2 separate regions of the Anser cygnoides genome follow, and region 2 is linked to region 1. Evidence: chromatin contacts called from public Hi-C data. All regions are on one chromosome and are shown on one strand. Each heading gives the region's core, a stretch centred on a gene start, on an enhancer-like site or on the middle of the called end of the contact. The rest is flanking DNA. Distances are from core to core; before and after follow the strand shown. Region 1 holds the start of IL13RA2 (interleukin 13 receptor subunit alpha 2). Region 2 holds the start of IL13RA1 (interleukin 13 receptor subunit alpha 1).

Region 1 (4,211 bases), core at 933-3,432:
AGCAGAAGTTTTCATGCTGAGTGCTCTCACAGCAACTGGGAAAGCAAGCCTGGCAGTGTGCAGCCCACTGCAAACCAGCCCCACAGGCACAGCCCTGCAGTGGGCAGAGCACTTCCCAGCAGCCTGCCCAGGGTACAGAGCGTGGATGGATCCAGCACTGAGAGCCGCTGGAGCCAGTGCTCAATCTCAGCTTTCAGACCACCTGAAAATAACAGTAACCTCAAGGCTTTTTCATCATTTTTTTTAAATTTGAATTTTCCTTCACAAGCCTCTGAGCCCTCGGGACAAGCAAAGTAAGTTTCCCTTTCCTTCTTTAAACTCTATCCAACGTCTTGTACTGGAAAGTTTAGCAGAGACGTTGGCAGAGGTCCTTCTGGTGTGATCACTGTGCAGTGGGAGCAGTAAGTGTAGAAGATGGATATTCTGTACAGCTTACAGCCCTAACTTTGGTGCCAGGGGATCTGGCAATTTCCACTCGCTTCATTTTTGCCTCCCCATGAGTGGGATCTGGCAACCGGGGTCAGCAGGATGAGCTGACATTGCATGAAGTCTCTGTGCCTGGCAGGCCAGCTGGCAAACACTGGAGAAAGGGCAAAGTCTCTAGATCATTATCATGGACCAGCCTTTGATCTCTGAGCTGCAATCCTGGATATGAAACAGTATTTACCCTTGAGGGAGATGGTTTTCCTACAGCACAGGGTGCCTTTGGAGTGGCCAGCAGTGCCGGGCCGTTCTCCTGTGCCTTGCATGTCCCATACAGTGGCTCAGGATGACCAATGCAAACAGCCCCAGCCCCAGCCTCTGTGTCTCTTACATAAAGATCTCACAGGTGTTGAAAGGTGCGTTGCTGGATGCTTTTATCAATGGTACAATGTTTGGTCCAATGACGAACAAACCAAAATGAAGTTCTTTAAGTTAAAAAATAAAATCAAATCAAAAAATGCTGAATTGATTTTTCCTCTGCAGATGCAAATAATTTGAATTTCACCTCCCTTCCCCCCACTGAAAGAGCAAGCAGTAAAACAGAGAAACTGCTTGGCCAGGAACGCTTAGACTGCAGCAATATCTGCTCACATTTTTATTAATGAGTCCATGCTGATTTAAGACAAGCCTAGATACTGTTTGTTATATTAAAAACTATTTAAATATTTCCATAAAAGGAAAAATATGGGATTTATACATTTACATTTATGTTAGGAGTGACCACACACAGAAAGGATTTCAAAACAGCTAGAATGTGGCTTGCAGTGTATGGAACAGGTATCAATTGTAGCAACAGTAGAGTAAATACAAAAAAAAAAAAAAAGTGTAATTATGTCTGTCTGTAAACCTGCAATTCAATCATCACCTTCAACTCTCTGAGCAGCCAAAGTTATTTCAAGAACACAAACATCATTACCATTAAAAAAGAAAGAAGTACTGGAAAGCTCTTTCAAATTCATATAGAAATGCTAGTAAGCACAAATCAATATTCTGTATTACACCTGCAAAGGTATGCCGAGTTTCAAAAATACACAACAGAATATAATTACAACATAAAGCAGACAAATTCTCCCACTCCCATTTGTCTAAATGCAGCAGAGAATGAGCTGCTGGGATTTAATGCTGATCACATAGTTACAGCTTACCGTAACAGTTCTGGACTTTCCTTTGAGCCAGGTAATGCGCAAGATGAAAATATTCACTAGCTGTAAAAAAAAAAAAAAACAACAACAAAAAAACCTGGAACAGCAAAATTGAATAAAAAGTCCTGCATATATTCCTGTTTCTAGAGAACAAGTTTCAAGCAGCTGCATCTGAACAGCCAGCCTGGAACAGTTTAGTGTATAGGATACACATGAAGAAATAGGGAAGACGACAACTGCTCACTGCTCACGGCAGACGTCTGGCTCAATATCCCCTCCCAGATAGCAGAGTAAGCACATTGTGCACGTGGGATATAGTAAACAGTCCCACACCAGCATTTGAGGGATTTTCCTGTCACCAGATGTATTTTGATCAGAGAACCCTGATTTATGCAAACTGAAGTGTTTTGTGGAAATCCACTGGTTCCAGCTAACTTCTGGCGGACTCCTGCTTGGCTGCCAGCCAGCTTGCGGCGAGGCTGCTGGCAATGCAGTGATCCTGGGGTGGGGGCAGCATCACGGGCAAACGCCACAGGCACCCTCGTCCAAGGTCAGGGCTGGGGGCTCTCTGGGAAAAGCCTTGAAAACCCCAGCTAGTCTCAGAGGTTGCAGATCTCCCAGCTCCCGTAACCTGCAACGTGAGGACTGCTGGAGCTCCGCACTTCCTGAACTAGGACTCATCATCCCAGGAATGGGTGGGCAAGTCTCCACAGGCAGATGACAGCTGATCCACTTCATTTGTGGGAACAAGAAAGAAAGGAAAAAAAAAAAGGCATGAAATTAAAACGTTTTAACTTTTTATTCAATGGGAAATTTTGTATTTTGCTTCCCCTGGGGCCTTTCAAATTGTGTGAGGCTCCTCCTCACCAAAGAATAACTTCTCTCTGTTGCTATTTCCCATAAACTGTGTTTTGACTGAGGTCCTGATCCGATGGCTGCTGCTCTCGTAAATGCAACAGAGGAAAAAAACCTGCCCCAAGCAGTTACAGGCAAAAGTGACACTGGTGGGATGGAGCCGATGCACTATCTGAGAAGTCGGACTTCATATCCTGGGAGAAGATGCTGGCAGTTCAGCTATAAATTACAGCTTTAAATGAGGAAATGCTAGTAGGAGAGCTCCCCACTGAGCTACAGGTACACCTGGTTGGTCTTCCCGAGCATGCACTGGCACTTTCCAGTTATTGGACAGTGAAATCAGGAAGAGTTAAATTTCAACAGTATTATTTGATTTGGGGATGTTCTTACACAGGTTGGTTCAGCAACAGGGCATTTGAGTTGGGGAAAAGAGCAAATCAGCCTCTTGTGGAAGTTTTGAAATCCCTGTACGTGCCCAGGGGCATGCATGCATTAGATAACCCTGAAGAGAAAAGGAGAGGAGCAGTAACTGTCTCCTTCCACCTGGTTAATGAGAGAGACTGATTCTGGCCAGAGGTGACCATGGAATGTGGGAGACAAAAGTTTTTGCCAGATCATTTAGCAATGATTTACTACTTACAAATTTTACAACTGACAAATTAATACTGACAAAGAAGTGGATCTGTGTGACTGGACCTGAGGGTAACACTACTTGAAGATCTACAAAAGCACAGTGGCTTTACAAAGCCACAGCTGCAGCTGGTCCCTTCCCACACGAGTGTCCTCATGATCCTTTCCAGTTGCAGCTTTGCTAGGTTTGCCCTTTGGAGAAGCTCACAGAACAGCATTTGCACTGACCACAGCCTTTTTGCTTGGGGTAAAAAGGTAAGATAGTACATCATTTTTGATTAAAAATCAACACTGTTCAATTTGTCATGGATAAAGGCATGCTATGCTGCCAGAGCCAAAATCTGATGTCATGGAGCATGCACGGCTAGCAGTCCAGTGCAAAGATGAATTGAGACACTACTGAAGAGCTATAAACAGTGATTTATTGGCTCAGTCCTCACAGAGACATTACTGCAAAAGCCTAAAAGCAAAAGAAATGCCTGGTTTTCCACTCAGCATCTGCTGAGCAAGCAGAGCTCCTCACCCAACAAGCTACCTCCTCCAAGGATTTCTGTAACTGAAAGTCAAGGGTGCCCCAGCATCCACATTTACTTGAGTAGGAGTCCAGTCCCTGCACTGGCTGGATGCAGATTTGGATTCCGAAGCACACAGCTGTCAGGTATCAGTGCCTGAAGTCCCTTGTGCGTAATGACAGGTTCTGGGGAAGCTGCAAACCAGAGCTTTGGAAAGCCCCGCACTTCCAGCTCTCCACAGGAGACCAGAGCACAGCAGCTCGTGTCAGGAGTTATTCTCAACCGGCCAGGCTGCACAACAAATTCACAGTCTACCTTCAGTAAAACAGACTCTCGCATTTGCTGTGATAAAGGTTATGCCCACATACAAAATGAGGAAAAGTGTGGTTCTTATTAAAAAGAAAAATGAAGTTCTGCTATAGCATTTCTCATGCTCAGACACTGTTAAAAGGCAATGCTGCCTTCCAAACTAAACCCAAACTGAGATAGCTTAGTATCAGATCAATTATTATTAGGAGGCAACTAGCATTTGCCCCAGTTTTACCTTACAGGTGCGGCTCAGCTACTTTAAAGACTGTTTAAGTACATT
Region 2 (4,211 bases), core at 853-3,352, 630 kb after region 1:
TGCCTCTTCTTGCACCTAGTGATCATGCAGTCATACACATTAGACTCATTTATTAATCTGATTTAGAGAACATGTAGAGAAATATATGGTGTTTTTTTTTTGTTTGTTTGTTTGTTTGTTTAATGCATCAGCAGACTTGCTACACAGCCCATGATCTCTATCTTAACATGGGTGGAAATCGCAAGAACACACAGCCATGGGCAGATCACCAGTATGATCTTAAACCAGTTTACACCAAATATGATGCCATGTGCCAAGTAGCTATTCAGTAGTCTTTTAGAAATATCTCAGGTGTGTCTGTCACGAGTTTGTCACTGCGTCATGGATGTATTATCTAAGAACATCAGGAAGCATGAGATTTGCAACAGAAAGATGCAGGACAGGACTCACCGAGATTGAGAAACGTGAAGTCTTGGGGAGGTGGTAAGGATCAAAGGGTTTGGCAAGAGCTCTGATTGCCGTGCACTGGGACATGGGAGGGGAAAGTGACGACAGGCTGAGTGAGGGGGGAGGGAGACGGCTGCCGGTGAAAAACATTTCAACTGCCTCCAACTACGGGCAGGCAGCCAAAAGCATGCTAAGCATTGGATGTGGGCTTGGCTCTGTGTCCCCCAAGAGCAGGAGTGGACAAAACAGAAAGAAGGAAGGAAAGAAAGCATTAACAAGGAAACTGAAAGCAAGGGAGAGGTCACTGGGTCTCAGATCAATTTTGGTCAATGAAGGTCATCTGTAGCGACCATAGTCCACACCAGCTACGTGCAGTTATACAGCCTGACATGTAAATTCATGTCCTGGAACTTTAAGTCACACTTTCCATTTGTTTATAATTGCAGGTCTTTGGGTGCTTTATAGCAGCAACTAGGAAATTTGCTAAATCCTCTTGTTTTCCCAGGAGTACAAAAGCAAGCAGGCAGAAAAGAAAATTTACAGCATTAACACAGGATATTCCCCACCCTATTATAAAAAGATCTGCTTCCCTTTTTCTAAAATGAGTCTCTAAAAAGCAGATGAACTCTTGCAAAACTCCTTGAAGAGCTGAGTAAATACCAAACAGTGCAGTTGACTTAGGAATAGGTAATTTTCACTAATTAATTTCAGTTTGCCCTGAAATTTAGCCAAAGTTTCCTTTCTGCTTCTTCTGTGCTTTTTTATATCTGTATTTATGTGACAACTAGGAGCAAGCTTGCTAGCTGCCACAAAAATCTAGGTTCAGAAGAAAACACCTTATCCCAATTTTTTTCTTGTCCTGGAATGTGTCAAAAGATCACTCGTGTGATATTCCACCTCTGTGGAAATCTGGGAAAACTGCTGCCATATTACACCAGTAGAAATGAGAGCAATGGTGCAAGCGACCATATTGTGCTTGCAAAAGAGCTGAAGCAGAGGAAGTTTGGGGATGTTTGTAGAAAGACGATTCAGTAGTAGTAGATCAGACAATGAACAGTATGTGCGTTTAGTACAGATGAGAACTCTAGCAATGGCATGAATTTGCAGAAGGGATTGGGAAGAAGGGAGTTCTGCTGGGCAGGGAGTTGAATAACTAGGTGTAACATCAAGAGAACTACTAGGGGACTTGCTAACATTTTCCTGGTGAGAGGATATTAATGTCTTGGGCACATTTCGATAATAGTAGGTGACAAGTATAGATCTGGTCATAAAAGGAAAATTACTTTGACCCTCAAAACGAGATCTTGTAGAGTTTATGGCCATACTGCTCCAGGGATCTTCTCCTTGAGCACGGCATGAGGGCAAGTGGCAGGGTGTTGGGGGAGAGTGCAGTCGACATACGTTGGGGTGCCACTGGAGCGGGGGAAACAGCCTGGAGCCTCAGGGTGCCTGTGGTCCCCAGACAGCGATGCGCAGACAGCGCTCGGGAGCCTGGAGCGCGGACGAAGTTCTGGCTTGGTGGCAAGGCTGTAGCGGGACTTGGGGAAGGCCCCTGGGAAGCACAAAAGGCGCCGGGGACAAGAAAAGTGGCTCGGTGGCGGGGCTGCTTGAGGAACCGATGGGCAGCAAAGACCGCCAGCACGGGCAGGGGGGGCGCGGGGGGGACTCAAGGGGCGGCACCGGAGGGAGGTGGGGGGCAGTGGAAGGGCTAGGGCCCGGCCCCGCAGGGGATGCCCCCCCCCCGGCGGGGCAGACACAGCCCGCACCCTCGGGTGCGGGGCAGCAGAGCCGGGCCGGGGGCGGCCCAGGTAGCAGGGGCGGGGCGGCCGCCACCGCCCTGCCGAGGCCGCTCCCCGCTCGGCTCGGGTTACCTGGGCGGGCCGCGCCGCGGCTCTTCCCGTCTGGCCCGGCCCCCGCTACGGGAAGTGGGAGTCAGGGGCGCGCTCGGACGGCCGGGACGGCGGAGCCATGGATCCCGCCGGTCCCTTCGGAGCTGCGCTGCGGGGCCGGCTGCTCCTCGCCGTCTGCTGGGCGGTGACAGCGGTGGCGGCGGCAGGTGAGGAGCGGGCCGGGCCGGGGTGGGTGGGGGGGGTGGCGGTGGGACCCCCGGCCGGCTGCGAGCAGCGCGCCGGGCTCGCTCCGCTCTGCTGCCGGCTCCGCCGCCGGCTCCGCCGCCGGCACCGCGGCTCCGCCGCCGGCCGCTTCGCCCGCGGGGTCGGGGCCGGGGTGGCCTCGCTGCCGGCCCCAGCCCGTAACCGGCTCGGGGGCCCCGCGGGGCGAAGCGCCCGGCGGCGGAGCGGCGGTGCCGGCAGCGCCGTGCGGGGATCTGCCCCTGCCGAGCGGCTGCGGGGCTGGCGCGGGCGGCCGGGCCGGCGCGGAGACGTTCGTGTCCGCGTACCGAAGCCCAGTGCTTTCGTTTCGTGGTGGAGATCGCCTAAGCTTTGGCGAGATCAGTGCTCGGAGCGTCCTCGGCGTCTTACGAGACAGGGGGAAGGGGATGCGTACAACTCCGCTCGTCTTTCTCTGTAAAGGCAGCGTTTGACAGGGGCGGCGAATACCTTTTAAGCTCTTGTCTTCGGTTCCCGGGGCTGTCTGTGTCTTAAAAATCCAAGCAGAAGCCCACCGCCTTCTCCGTGCGTGTGTCTTGGGGCAGATTCCTGGAAATCAGGAAAGCTGTCGCTGACAGCGCTGAAGAAGCTGGGTTTGTTGTTTACTGGAGCTCTGTGCACAAAGTTTCCCTTACTGTACGCCTTGTACCTTGCGTTTGCCATTAGTTTTGGTTTCCTCACTTTTGCGAGCACGACGACTTAGGAGGAGGAAAAGAAGAGTGAATGCGTGAGAGGGTTTAATAGGAAATGGGGGGTGAAGCCTTGCTCTATCTTTGCCGCTGTTAATGCACCAGCACAGTAACAAGCGTTAAAGAATTGCTGTTTTTTTAACCGGCTGTCATTCAATTTTATAGGATGAAATCAGTCTTAAGAAAATATAGGAGGACAAAATGCAAGTAGAAAGTATTTTATGATATTTTACAGTACTTCATACAAACCATTCATTGATGTTTCCATCTTATTGCTCTTTAAAATAAAACGTTTCATTTCTTTTTTTTTTTTAAATGCGGGATTGTTTCTGCTAATCTCTGCTACAATTACTGCCACGCTTTTTTAGAAACCATTACCGTGTTGTTTTTTTTTAAGAGTAAAATAATAATGTCCTTCATGTGTTTTGTAATTTGTCTTTGAGATGTTTTCCTGCAGTGCTGTACCAATGAGATTTTAATAGCAAAAGTATTAGACTGTATGTATATCTTCATATTTTTAAAAAATGGGACTGGCCAAGCCTATGAATAAAAGAAAACTTTCATCTGAATATAACATTAATCTACACAATTCCTAAACTTGTGCTTTAACCTAAAACTTTTCAGATTTATACTTCTTATGCTAATGTGATTTATTCATTTATTTATAAATCTTGAATATTCACAGTTCGTACTTTGGGCAGTTAGAAATCTGCACGCTCCATTACTTCTCATCAGACGCGTTAAAAGGAAATGTGCAGAACTTCAGAATGTCAGTCAGAGAGAAAACTATACATTTTTTAAATGATTTGTGGCTTTTGTAGGTAATAACAAAAAAGTTGGTCATGAGAAGAGAATGTTTGGAGCTATGTAGTTATTTTGAATAAATATGTGCTTTTTTTTTGTTTTTTGTTTGTTTGATTGATTGATTGCTTACATGTTTTAAAGGACTTGGGCAAGAACACTCAGTACTTGCAAAGTCAGGCCCTGATGCTGTTGACTAGAGAGTTTGCTAGTGGAACAGATAATA

What was found. A called contact is a pair of places that touch in the nucleus more often than the background predicts.
Region 2: a Hi-C map of liver shows a contact between it and region 1, with 6 times the contacts expected there. The contact joins the promoter of IL13RA1 here to the promoter of IL13RA2 in region 1. A contact is called at or near these places in 2 of 7 Hi-C or Micro-C datasets (both in liver).

The regions. Positions count from the first base shown.
Region 1 is chr13:12,570,642-12,574,852 of Taihu_goose_T2T_genome, forward strand. IL13RA2 (interleukin 13 receptor subunit alpha 2) reads right to left here and starts at 2,183. Exons shown (of 11, transcript XM_067005378.1): 1 at 1,959-2,183; 2 at 1,629-1,688.
Region 2 is chr13:13,205,382-13,209,592 of Taihu_goose_T2T_genome, forward strand. It overlaps IL13RA1 (interleukin 13 receptor subunit alpha 1), which reads left to right and starts at 2,103. Exons shown (of 12, transcript XM_048075648.2): 1 at 2,103-2,234; 2 at 2,237-2,318; 3 at 2,321-2,443. The coding sequence starts at 2,118.